Linked DNA regions of Triticum aestivum: region 2 is linked to region 1. Evidence: chromatin contacts called from public Hi-C data. All regions are on one chromosome and are shown on one strand. The core of a region is the stretch at or near the end of the contact, and the rest is flanking DNA. Distances in the headings are between cores, read along the strand shown. Region 1 holds the start of LOC123167492 (ribonuclease 1). Region 2 holds the start of LOC123181025 (probable phosphoribosylformylglycinamidine synthase, chloroplastic/mitochondrial).

Region 1 (5,393 bases), core at 1,804-4,303:
CAGCATCATCTAGGGCCTTGGCGGCATCCCGGTCAGCCTGAGAAGCATCAGCAGCAAGGACCGACGGCATTGGTGGAATTGGGGCCACAGGCGCAACAGGGCATGGCGGACAAGGGACTTCGCCACAGAGAACACCCCATAGAAGAAGACCGCGCAGATGGATGCACATGAAACCCACAAACTCAGCATAGTTGGTGCCATCAAAGATCACCGAGCACCGAGCGACAGCTGAAGGAAATATGCCCTAGAGGCAATAATAAAGTTATTATTTATTTCCTTATATCATGATAAATGTTTATTATTCATGCTAGAATTGTATTAACCGGAAACGTAACACTTGTGTGAATACATAGACAAACAGAGTGTCACTAGTATGCCTCTACTTGACTAGCTCGTTAATCAAAGATGGTTATGTTTCCTAGCCATTGACATGGGTTGTCATTTGATTAACGGGGTCACATCATTAGGAGAATGATTTGATTGACTTGACCCATTCCGTTAGCTTAGCACTCGATCGTTTAGTATGTTGCTATTGCTTTCTTCATGACTTATACATGTTCCTATGACTATGAGATTATGCAACTCCCGTTTACCGGAGGAACACTTCGTGTGCTACCAAACGTCACAACGTAACTGGGTGATTATAAAGGTGCTCTATAGGTGTCTCCGAAGGTACTTGTTGGGTTGGCGTATTTCGAGATTAGGATTTTCACTCCGATTGTCGGAGAGGTATCTCTGGGCCCACTCGGTAATGCACATCACTTAAGCCTTGCAAGCATTGCAACTAATGAGTTAGTTGCGGGATGATGTATTACGGAACGAGTAAAGAGACTTGCCGGTAATGAGATTGGACTAGGTATTGAGATACCGACGATCGAATCTCGGGCAAGTAACATACCGATGACAAAGGGAACAACGTATGTTGTTATGCGGTCTGACCGATAAAGATCTTCGTAGAATATGTGGGAGCCAATATGAGCATCCAGGTTCCGCTATTGGTTATTGACCGGAGACGTGTCTCGGTCATGTCTACATAGTTCTCGAACCCGTAGGGTCCGCACGCTTAACGTTTCGATGACAGTTATATTATGAGTTTATATGTTTTGATGTACCGAAGGTTGTTCGGAGTCCCGGATGTGATCACGGACATGATGAGGAGTCTCGAAATGGTCGACACATGAAGATTGATATATTGGAAGCCTATATTTGGATATCGGAAGTGTTTCGGGTGAAATTGGGATTTTACCGGAGTACCGGAGGGGTTACCGGAACCCCCCGGGGGTTAATGGGCCATAGTGGGCCTTAGTGGAGAAGAGGAGAGGTGGCCAGGGCAAGGGCCGCGCGCCCCTCCCCCCTAGTCCGAATAGGACAAGGAGAGGATGGCGGCGCCCCCCCCCCCTTTCCTTCTTCTCCTCCACCTCTTTCCCCCTCTTCTCCTAATCCAACAAGGAAAAGGGAGGGAGTCCTACTCCTGGTGCGAGTAGGACTCCTCCTGGCGCGCCCTTTCCTGGCCGGCCGCACCTCCCCCCTTGCTCCTTTATATACGGGGGCAGGGGGGCACCCTAGAGACACAACAATTGATCGTTTGATCTTTTAGCCGTGTGCGGTGCCCCCCTCCACCATAGTCCACCTCGATAATACTGTAGCGGTGCTTAGGCGAAGCCCTGCGTCGGCAGAACATCATCATCGTCACCACGCCATCGTGCTGACAAAACTCTCCCTCAACACTCGGCTGGATCGGAGTTCGAGGGACGTCATCGGGCTGAATATGTGCTGAACCCGGAGGTGTCGTGCGTTCGGTACTTGATCGGTCGGATCGTGAAGACGTACGACTACATCAACCGCGTTGTGCTAACGCTTTCGCTTTCGGTCTACGAGGATACGTGGACAACACTCTCCTCTCTCGTTGCTATGCATCACCATGATCTTGCGTGTGCGTCGTTCCCCAACAACATCGACATAGCCTGAAGAGGACATGGAGAAGTCACTCCTTTTTTTTGGAGGAGGCCCGAACTGAATCCGGACGGAGAGGCCCGAACTGAGTCCGGAGCGAGAGGCCCGAACTGAATCCGGACGGAGAGGCCCGAACTAAGTCCGGAGCAAGAGGGCCGAACAGCTCAGAGCCCCGCTCACGAAGAGGAAGTCAACGAGCGGGGGTCGGGAGCCAAACGCGAACGGCACGAGCCAAGGCGCGACTGCTGGGGTCGGCAGCCAACCAGGCCGGGACGGAAGCACGGCGGCGGCGCTGGGTTGGAGCAGAATAGCAGCAGCCGGCAGATCTGAGCGGCGGCGACCGGGAAATCCGAGCAGCGGCGGCCGGGAGATGGCGGCCTGGGCGGAGCAGTAGTAGGGGCTGCGCCGGGGCAGAGCAGGGCCGAAGCGGCCAGTGGATCCAAGATGCGGTGGCCGTGGAGGGCACAGAGCAGAGCAGCGGCAGCTGGGGCGGATCCGGACTCGAAGCAGCGACCGAGCCGGACGCGAAGCAGCGACCGAGCCGGGGCGGAGCAGAGCTGCGCCAGAGGATGAAGAGAGACGGTGGCCGGAGACAGCAGCGTGGCTGCCGGAGACGGCGGCCGGAGACTAGGTACGAGGTGCACGGAGTTGCATCGTGCGGGAGGGAGGGGCTAACCTAGCATTTGATACCATGTTGGATATTCAGCAACTGACTTTACTAAGGGCCAAAGGCCAATACATATATAGATGTGGTAAAGTGCAGAAAAGCCCTTTATACGCTGGGGAGCTACAGAGAGGACCTATACACATCTAACACATTATACCAGGGTAACGGAATTACAGGGGTAATACCTCCGTATCAGGAACTATTGTGTAAATCTAGTTCAAAACCATACTGAAGTGTATGTCTTTTTTTGGGGGGGGGGGGGGAAGTAGGAAGTATAGTTATCAAGTTGTTATTTCAGTACTACTGTCTACGGAGTATAAGAGATCTTATCGTTTAGACGTGTGGACGAGAATGGGGCACAATATACGCACCACAAAAAATATGAAATGAGGGGGGACGGTAGGCATGCCCAACGTCCTATAAATACCCTTGCACCCCGTAGTCACTCCTCACCAAGGCATTTCTCGGTGTCCAAATAAGCGCACTAGCGAGCAAAGTTTGTTAGACAGAAACCAAGCAAGGTTTCGGTATGGCTTTCAGGACAGCACTCCTGTGCCTTCTTGGCATGCTGATAGCTTCCCCTGCCATTGCCGTTTCTGATTCTGGTACCTACTACCAGATTGGTTTAATGGTATGGACGTGCAAAGCATGACAACATAGTGGCAATTTTTATTCGTTTTTATTTGTATTTATTACATCATTCAAAATTTCTACACATGATAGTTAGCATTCAGTTGTTCACTGTACGTGCATATGCCTCACCTAAAACGTGTAGTATGTGTGATACGAACCATCTTGACGGATGTGGACATGCGAGATTATCATGCACGTGGTTTTATGGACCACCTGTTTGTCGAGGCCATTGGTTATATATACTATATTGTTAATCTAGTATTTCACCATTGAAAAGCTCTCATCATCCAGAATAATAATGGTTCTAAAACATGACTCACCCGCGATGTAATAATCCATGGACACAGTGGCCGGGAGCATACTGCGCGCAGACCACCCGCGGATGCTGCATGCCCAAGAGCCCTGTCGTGCCGGCGGCCGACTTCTACGTATCGGGCTTTACCGTCTTCAACGCGACGACCGACGCCCCCGAGACCAGCTGCAGCAGCACTCCTCTCAACTCCGACGAGGTAACTAATTTGCTTTCAACTATGACGAGGTAATTAATTTCTGTCCAGCGCTTTGCGGATTCTTACCACTGTGATGCATGCAATGTTTTGCGTTTACTGCAGATTCTGGAAATCAGCGGTCTGAGGCAGTTCTGGAGCAACATCAAGTGCCCCAGCAACAACGGCCAGAGCAGCTGGAAGAGCGCCTGGAAGACGTCCGGCGTCTGCTCCGGCCTCGACGACAAGGCCTACTTCCAAGCCGCCATCGCCCTCCGTAGCAAGATCAACCCCCTCTCTCGCCTCGTCTCCAAAGGTGACGCATGCATGCATCCATGGCTCATGACTGCCGTTTTCTTGGAAAGGAAATCATCACATTGATTGAGTACGTATTGGTATTGTCATTGCAGGGATCAAGCCGGACTTTGGCCTGTACAGCTTGGAGAAGATCAAGAAGGTCATCCAGGCGGGCACCGGCGTGACGCCGGTGATCCAGTGCAGCGAAGGGCCGTTCGATAAGTTCCAGCTGTACCAGATCTTCATCTGCGTGGCCAGGGACGCCGAAACGCTCATCGAGTGCCCGAAACCGCAGAAGTTCACGTGCTCCGACGAGATCCTCTTCCACCCCTTCAAGAAGTGGATGCTAAAGCAGGCCGCGTCCTCGGTGTCCTACGCCGAAGCATTCGAGATGGCCGGCGCCGCCATGGGATACTGAGCTGCAGCTGCAGATCGGTAGCCGGTCGGGCCCTTGACCGGTCTCGTCTTGTGAGTTGCGTTCCAGCGAATAATAAATACTACTAGTAAGCATGGAATAATGTTCTTGCCTTTCCGGACGTTCATCTCGCGCGTGGTGTGATAATAATGTAATCCGAGGGTACCGCAATGTTGATTACCAAGTCGATCTGTAACGCTTTCATGAATAATAATACTAATTCAATAGTACATTAATTTGTTTTTTTTCTTTCGAGTGTGTGTGTGAAGAATAACTTATTCTGCACCTGTGTGATAAATAGTAACACTATATATATTGACAATTTACGCCGAAACACCCTGAGGAATAGTTATTCTTCATCCCTGTCTATTTTAACATTAATGCATTGTAATTTTACGTTTCGTAAATTTTGTCTTATTTCATACGTAAAAAGAGAACTTAAGAAAATATATAATAATCAGAAAAAATATTTTATGTTACGTAAAATGACAAACGTAAAAACATAGTGTAAAATACATGAAAATCAATTTTTCTGGTATTATGACCTATATTCTTGCTTTCTTATGCCATTTTTTACGCAGTGAATCAATATGATTGTAAGTATTTGTATTCCAAATGTAATTTATTTATGAAACGATTGTAAGATTACCTCCGGTGTAGAATAAGGTCGCGCTGTTCGTCACCTTGGGTGAGTCCCACTCCAATTCCACGACCATAACTTAAAAACGTAAAAAAAAAAGCTTTGAAGTAATATTACATTATTGGGGAAGGAAGTTTGTCTTCCACCGTACGTGTGAGGTAATTTTACAACATGCAAGATATAAAATTATGTTCTGCATGTGAGAAAAAAATGTGGTACGTCAATATGACACTAAAAGATGTTGCAGTAATTTTATAATAGAAGTGAGGTAATTTTACAACAGGAAGTGACGTAATTTACAAC
Region 2 (5,393 bases), core at 826-3,325, 390 kb after region 1:
TCATTGCACATCCCGGTACACCGTCGGAGGCATTCACATAGAGTCATGTTTTGTTCTAGTATCGAGTTTTAATTCTTGAGTTTTAAGTAAATAAAAGTGTGATGATCTTCATTATTAGAGCATTGTCCCATGTGAGGAAAGGATGATGGAGACTATGATTCCCCCACAAGTCGGGATGAGACTCCGGATGAAAAAAAGAGGCCAAAAAATGAGAAAAGGCCCAAATAAAAAATAAGAGAAAAGAGAGAAGGGGCAATGTTACTATCCTTTTACCACACTTGTGCTTCAAAGTAGCACCATGATCTTGATGATAGAGAGTCTCCGATGTTATCACTTTCATATACTAGTGGGAATTTTTCATTATAGAACTTGGCTTGTATATTCCAATGATGGGCTTCCTCAAATTGTCCTAGGTCTAAATGGATGTGGCTCCTAAATGGTCGTGGTGTTGATTGGAAAATCGGAGGGAGATGCTCACCGAGGATTGGAGCCGAGGCGCGTCGTCGCCTCCCTGCATCTCCGTCGTCGTCGCCTACCATGGTCTTCATCGCCGAAACCCTAGCATTGGGAATCAAACCGGGCTGACCTCAAGGAGAGGAAAAACAAATTGACTTGTTCTACGACATCCGACAGTGAAAGGGGGAGGTGTAGATGTGTACCTCAGCACCGGAGATCGTCGGAATTAGATGCATTGTTGGGCTAGGCCCAATAGGCTAGTGAGCCAGAAGAGAAATTAAAGCAACACCACCACCTAAAGACAAAGACTCATAAAATAAAAAGAGTCCAAAATAATAAAAAGACCCAAAATAATAAAATATTCAAAATAAGTATTCTTAGTTTAATAACAAAAAGACTCAAAAAATAATAAAAGCACTCAAAATATAATAGACACATAATAAATATTCTTACTTTAACAACTAGAAGACTCAAAAAATAATAAAAGACTTAAAAATACAATATTAAAATGTTCACCATTTGCAAACAACAAAAAGGTAAAACAATTAAAAGACTCAAAATATAATATAAATGTTTACCATTTACAAAATAATATTATCACTTTAATAAAGTAATACCGATATTTTTTATCATTATAATTAATAAATACTTAAAACACATGATAAATTAATTCAAATAATATTCTTACCTTAATAAAAAAAGGCAAACATTATTTCTGGCGTACGAGGAATCATGACGCCAACAGTAGACTAATTACCTACGGCGTTCATACCAATGCCACCACTAACTTGTGCATTGTCAGTACAACTAGGCCCACAATATTAAAAAGCAACGCCACCACTAACTGTGTAAGGCTGGTGCACCAAATATGCCAACACCACCACTATTTATAGTACAAAACCATTACTTCCCCCATTAGGTAGAGCATGGATCAGACACCATATCTCAATGGAATCTAGTAGTACAAGCGATGGTTTTGTGAACCCATCATATGTTGCAAGGACAACAACATTGCCACGGAATGCCCACGGTCACTCGTTCCCGGTCTCCCAGGAATTGGAATTGCAGTGTATATAGATTATCATTAAGCGTCCATATTTTTACCTCCTTTGCAAGATCCAAAGCCACTCGCATGTTTCTAAAAAACCAGTACTGGCTATAGGGTTTTTCCATGTGCACCCGCGCAATCGCCATCCATCGAGTTGCCTCTGGAGGCAGCTCGTCCTCTTCCACCACCACGTCCACTAGATCATCCTCTTTGAGCGCTAGTTCACATATCACCGCCTCCGCATCACTTGTTCCCGAGCCTGACCCTGAGGCCGAAGCCCTCTCGCTCATCTTGTTGCTCTTGCCCGATGAAGATTGTCACCGAGCGGTGATTCCTATCTCTTGCTCCCAACAGGAGGAAGGAAGGGGAAGGTCGATCTCAATGGCGGCTGGAGTCGTCGCCACGAGGAGAAAAACCCTAACGTGAGGGGAAACGTTTTCTCTATTTTTTTTGGGAAAAAAACGTTTTCTCCCGTTTTCTCTAGTGATGACTCGAGAGAAACTGTTTCCTGAGAAGCTGTAGGCCGCATGACCTCGTCGGCCAGAGGCCCAATCATGCAGAGGCGCAACTCCAACGGCCCAAGAATAAGGGAAACAAAAGGCAGTGAAGAATCCCTATTCGGCCGCCGCTCGTCCCGATACTGCTGTCCCTGTCCTCGCTGTGCGCCGCCTCGTCCGCACGCGCTCAGGTGCGCCGCCCTTCGAGTCGCCGGCGCCGGTCTCCGTTCCTTCCACTGCGCTGCCCTTTCTTCCGTACCACCTTAGTCCCTAGCCTAGCCGTCCGCACGCCATCGACGTAGCCGCTGCCGGAAGCAGTGACTGGCCGCAGTCTTCGCGCCGTTCCCGACGGCGACCGGCTGAGAGCCGACCTCCCCTAGTCCCCTTCATCGCCGTGGTCACCCACGCAACCACGTGCAGGCGCCCGGCGGCATCACCGTTTGCAACCAGTTCGGCAACACTGCTCGTCTGGTCCGTCAGCGACGGCGGGGGGCTTGCTCTGCCTATTTTCCTCCGCTGACTTGCGGTTGTCAACGGCTCCGGCGCCGTGCTCTGGTCGTCCGGCTGCTGCATTGTTCTGAACTTCTGAAGGTTGTTAAGATTTTAGAACCGATTCTGTGGCAACTAGTTATATTAGCTAGTTAGTAGTAGTTGTAATTAGTCCATCAATTGATTTCGGTTCTTATTTGTAGAAATGAATAGAAAGACTTTGCACAGTTGTTTTGCTAGTAATTCAAATGTCTTTCTGTTATTCCCGAACCCAACACAGTATGGTCAAACATGTTGGTTCAAAACTATGGCTATTTTGCTAGAAAGATCCAGTAAACACTACATGTACCTAGTAATCTAGGATTTTTTTAGCTTATTTGAATTATAGGATATGAGATATTGAATCTTTTGCTAAACAGATCCTTTTTTCTTTGCAAATATTACATGTTCCCAGTAGTATTCTTGGAAAATTTGGCCTTACTTGAACTAAAGGATTGAGAGAAAATGGCTTTTTTTCCTCACTGTTAACTTTGAGCCCGCCCTCAATTTTCACCCTGGATTCGCCACTGTGTGTGTGGTTGGTAATGTGGTTTGCTGAATCGCTCATGTAGCTGCGGTTGAACTATCTGACCATTCAAAAAACAGTTGAACTATCTTGCATTTGATAGACCCTCTTATGATTTCAACCCACTTTATTCATTTCATATAAGAGAACTCTCCGATTCAATGAAAGAACCCTGTCTATGTGAGTATGTGAATGCTGAAACTACTAAAAATTTCATGAATATTTCGATAAAATAAGCAAGTTGTTTGTTTCTCGTTGCACAGTCTAACCACTGTATTTTCATTCAACGTGATTTCTATCCTGGAACAATGAACAAACATATTGACCTTGGTCTTGACATGTGTATGTGTGTACATATATCCTTTTTGCTTACATCGTAAAAATATAATGAAATAAATTCCCGAGTTCAATATTTGCTAATGACACAAAATAATTTTGTTGTTTTTAATTTTTTAGAGCTAACTTTAGTTAAGCTCAGCGGCTCAATGCCTGATTTTCCGTTCGGTGGTTCACAGGTTCTTGGAGGATCTTAGGTTTCGTGAATATGGCATCTCATGCTGAAATGACGGGAAGCAATATGCTACGTCTTCAAAGCTTTCCTAGTAATATGGTATGCACCCAGTTGAATTATCAACTAAATATGCTTCTCTTTTCGGCAAGTAATCATTCTCATGTTCTTCTCTTTTTGTACCAGGGAAAACAAAGGAGTAGTTTTATCTCCACAAGACACCTTCCCTTGAGAAGGCCACGAGTGGTTCGACATTGCCTGGACCTACGTCATCTTTGCCGTTTACCTAATCAAAGGGCTATTGTGCCAAATATCAGAACAATGCCTGCTCTCACTGCCGCAGTATCCAGGGGAGTTAATAGTCCATTGATAGAGGCATCTGTCGATGACATGGAATTAGTTTCAAGGATTATTCACTTTTATCGCAAACCACTTCTTCAAGAGAGTGAGGCCAAGGAGTTACTCAGGAAAGTGCAGGCAAAGGTTTCTTCTAATATTATTGATATAAAGACTGAGCAATGCTTCAATGTTGAGTTGGAGGATTCACTAAGTTCTGCGAAGCTTGCAACACTTAAGTGGCTCCTAGCAGAAACTTATGAACCTGACAACTTACAAACAGGGAGCCTTCTGGAGGAGGAGGTTTCTATGAGTCCTTATTCCTTCCTTGTTGAGGTCGGTCCCCGGATGACATTTTCGACAGCTTTCTCGACTAATGCTGTCTCGATTTGTAAAGCTCTATCTTTAATGGAAGTAACTCGCCTGGAGAGGTCTAGAAGATATCTTTTGTGCCTTCAGCCTGGTAGTGACCCACTTGATGAAAGCCAACTCAACAGCTTTGCTGCTCTGGTTCATGACAGGATGACAGAGTGTGTTTATCCTAGCAAGCTCACATCATTCCGGTCAGATGTAGTTCCAGAACCTGTCAGTGTTATACCAGTCATGGAAAAGGGAAGGGAAGCACTGGAGGAAATAAATCTTAAAATGGGGCTGGCTTTTGATGAACAAGATATCAAGTACTACACTCACCTCTTCAGAGATGACATCAAACGCAATCCAACTACCGTGGAACTTTTTGACATAGCGCAATCCAATAGTGAGCACAGCAGACATTGGTTTTTTAATGGAAAGCTTGAGATAGATGGAGAGACCATGCCAAGTACTTTGTTTCAGTTAGTAAAGAGTCCCTTAAAGGCTAACCCTAATAACTCTATTATTGGATTCAAGGATAACTCGAGCGCAATAAAAGGGACCCTTGTAAATCACCTACGTCCAGCACTACCAGGTTCCACTTCACCGTTATCCCTTATGATGCGTGAACTGGGCATTCTGTTCACAGCAGAAACCCATAATTTTCCATGTGCCGTGGCACCCTACCCAGGAGCTGAAACAGGTGCAGGTGGTCGTATAAGAGACACGCATGCCACTGGAAAAGGTTCATTTGTTGTTGCCTCAACTGCTGGTTATTGTGTTGGAAACCTTCAAATTGAAGAATCATACGCACCTTGGGAGGATTCATCCTTTTCATACCCATCAAACTTAGCTTCTCCATTGCAGATTCTTATTGATGCTAGCGACGGTGCTTCTGACTATGGGAACAAGTTTGGCGAGCCTTTAATTCAGGGATTTACAAGAAATTTTGGTTCTAGGTTGCCAAATGGGGAGCGCCGTGAATGGCTGAAGCCAATAATGTTCAGTGGAGCAATTGGGCAGATTGACCATGCACACATATCGAAAGGGGATCCAGAAATTGGCATGCTAGTCGTGAAGATTGGTGGTCCAGCATACAGAATTGGTATGGGTGGTGGTGCTGCCTCAAGTATGGTTAGCGGA

Evidence for each region. A called contact is a pair of places that touch in the nucleus more often than the background predicts.
Region 2: a contact with region 1 is called in a Hi-C map of leaf, with 9 times the contacts expected there. The contact joins the promoter of LOC123181025 here to the promoter of LOC123167492 in region 1. A contact is called at or near these places in 2 of 5 Hi-C or Micro-C datasets (both in leaf).

Annotation. Positions count from the first base shown.
Region 1 is chr1D:208,804,711-208,810,103 of IWGSC CS RefSeq v2.1, forward strand. LOC123167492 (ribonuclease 1) reads left to right here and starts at 3,054. Exons shown (of 4, transcript XM_044585332.1): 1 at 3,054-3,251; 2 at 3,601-3,762; 3 at 3,865-4,054; 4 at 4,149-4,680. The coding sequence starts at 3,150. The coding sequence ends at 4,453.
Region 2 is chr1D:209,198,497-209,203,889 of IWGSC CS RefSeq v2.1, forward strand. It overlaps LOC123181025 (probable phosphoribosylformylglycinamidine synthase, chloroplastic/mitochondrial), which reads left to right and starts at 2,076. Exons shown (of 4, transcript XM_044593235.1): 1 at 2,076-2,192; 2 at 3,571-3,665; 3 at 3,750-5,393. The coding sequence starts at 3,600.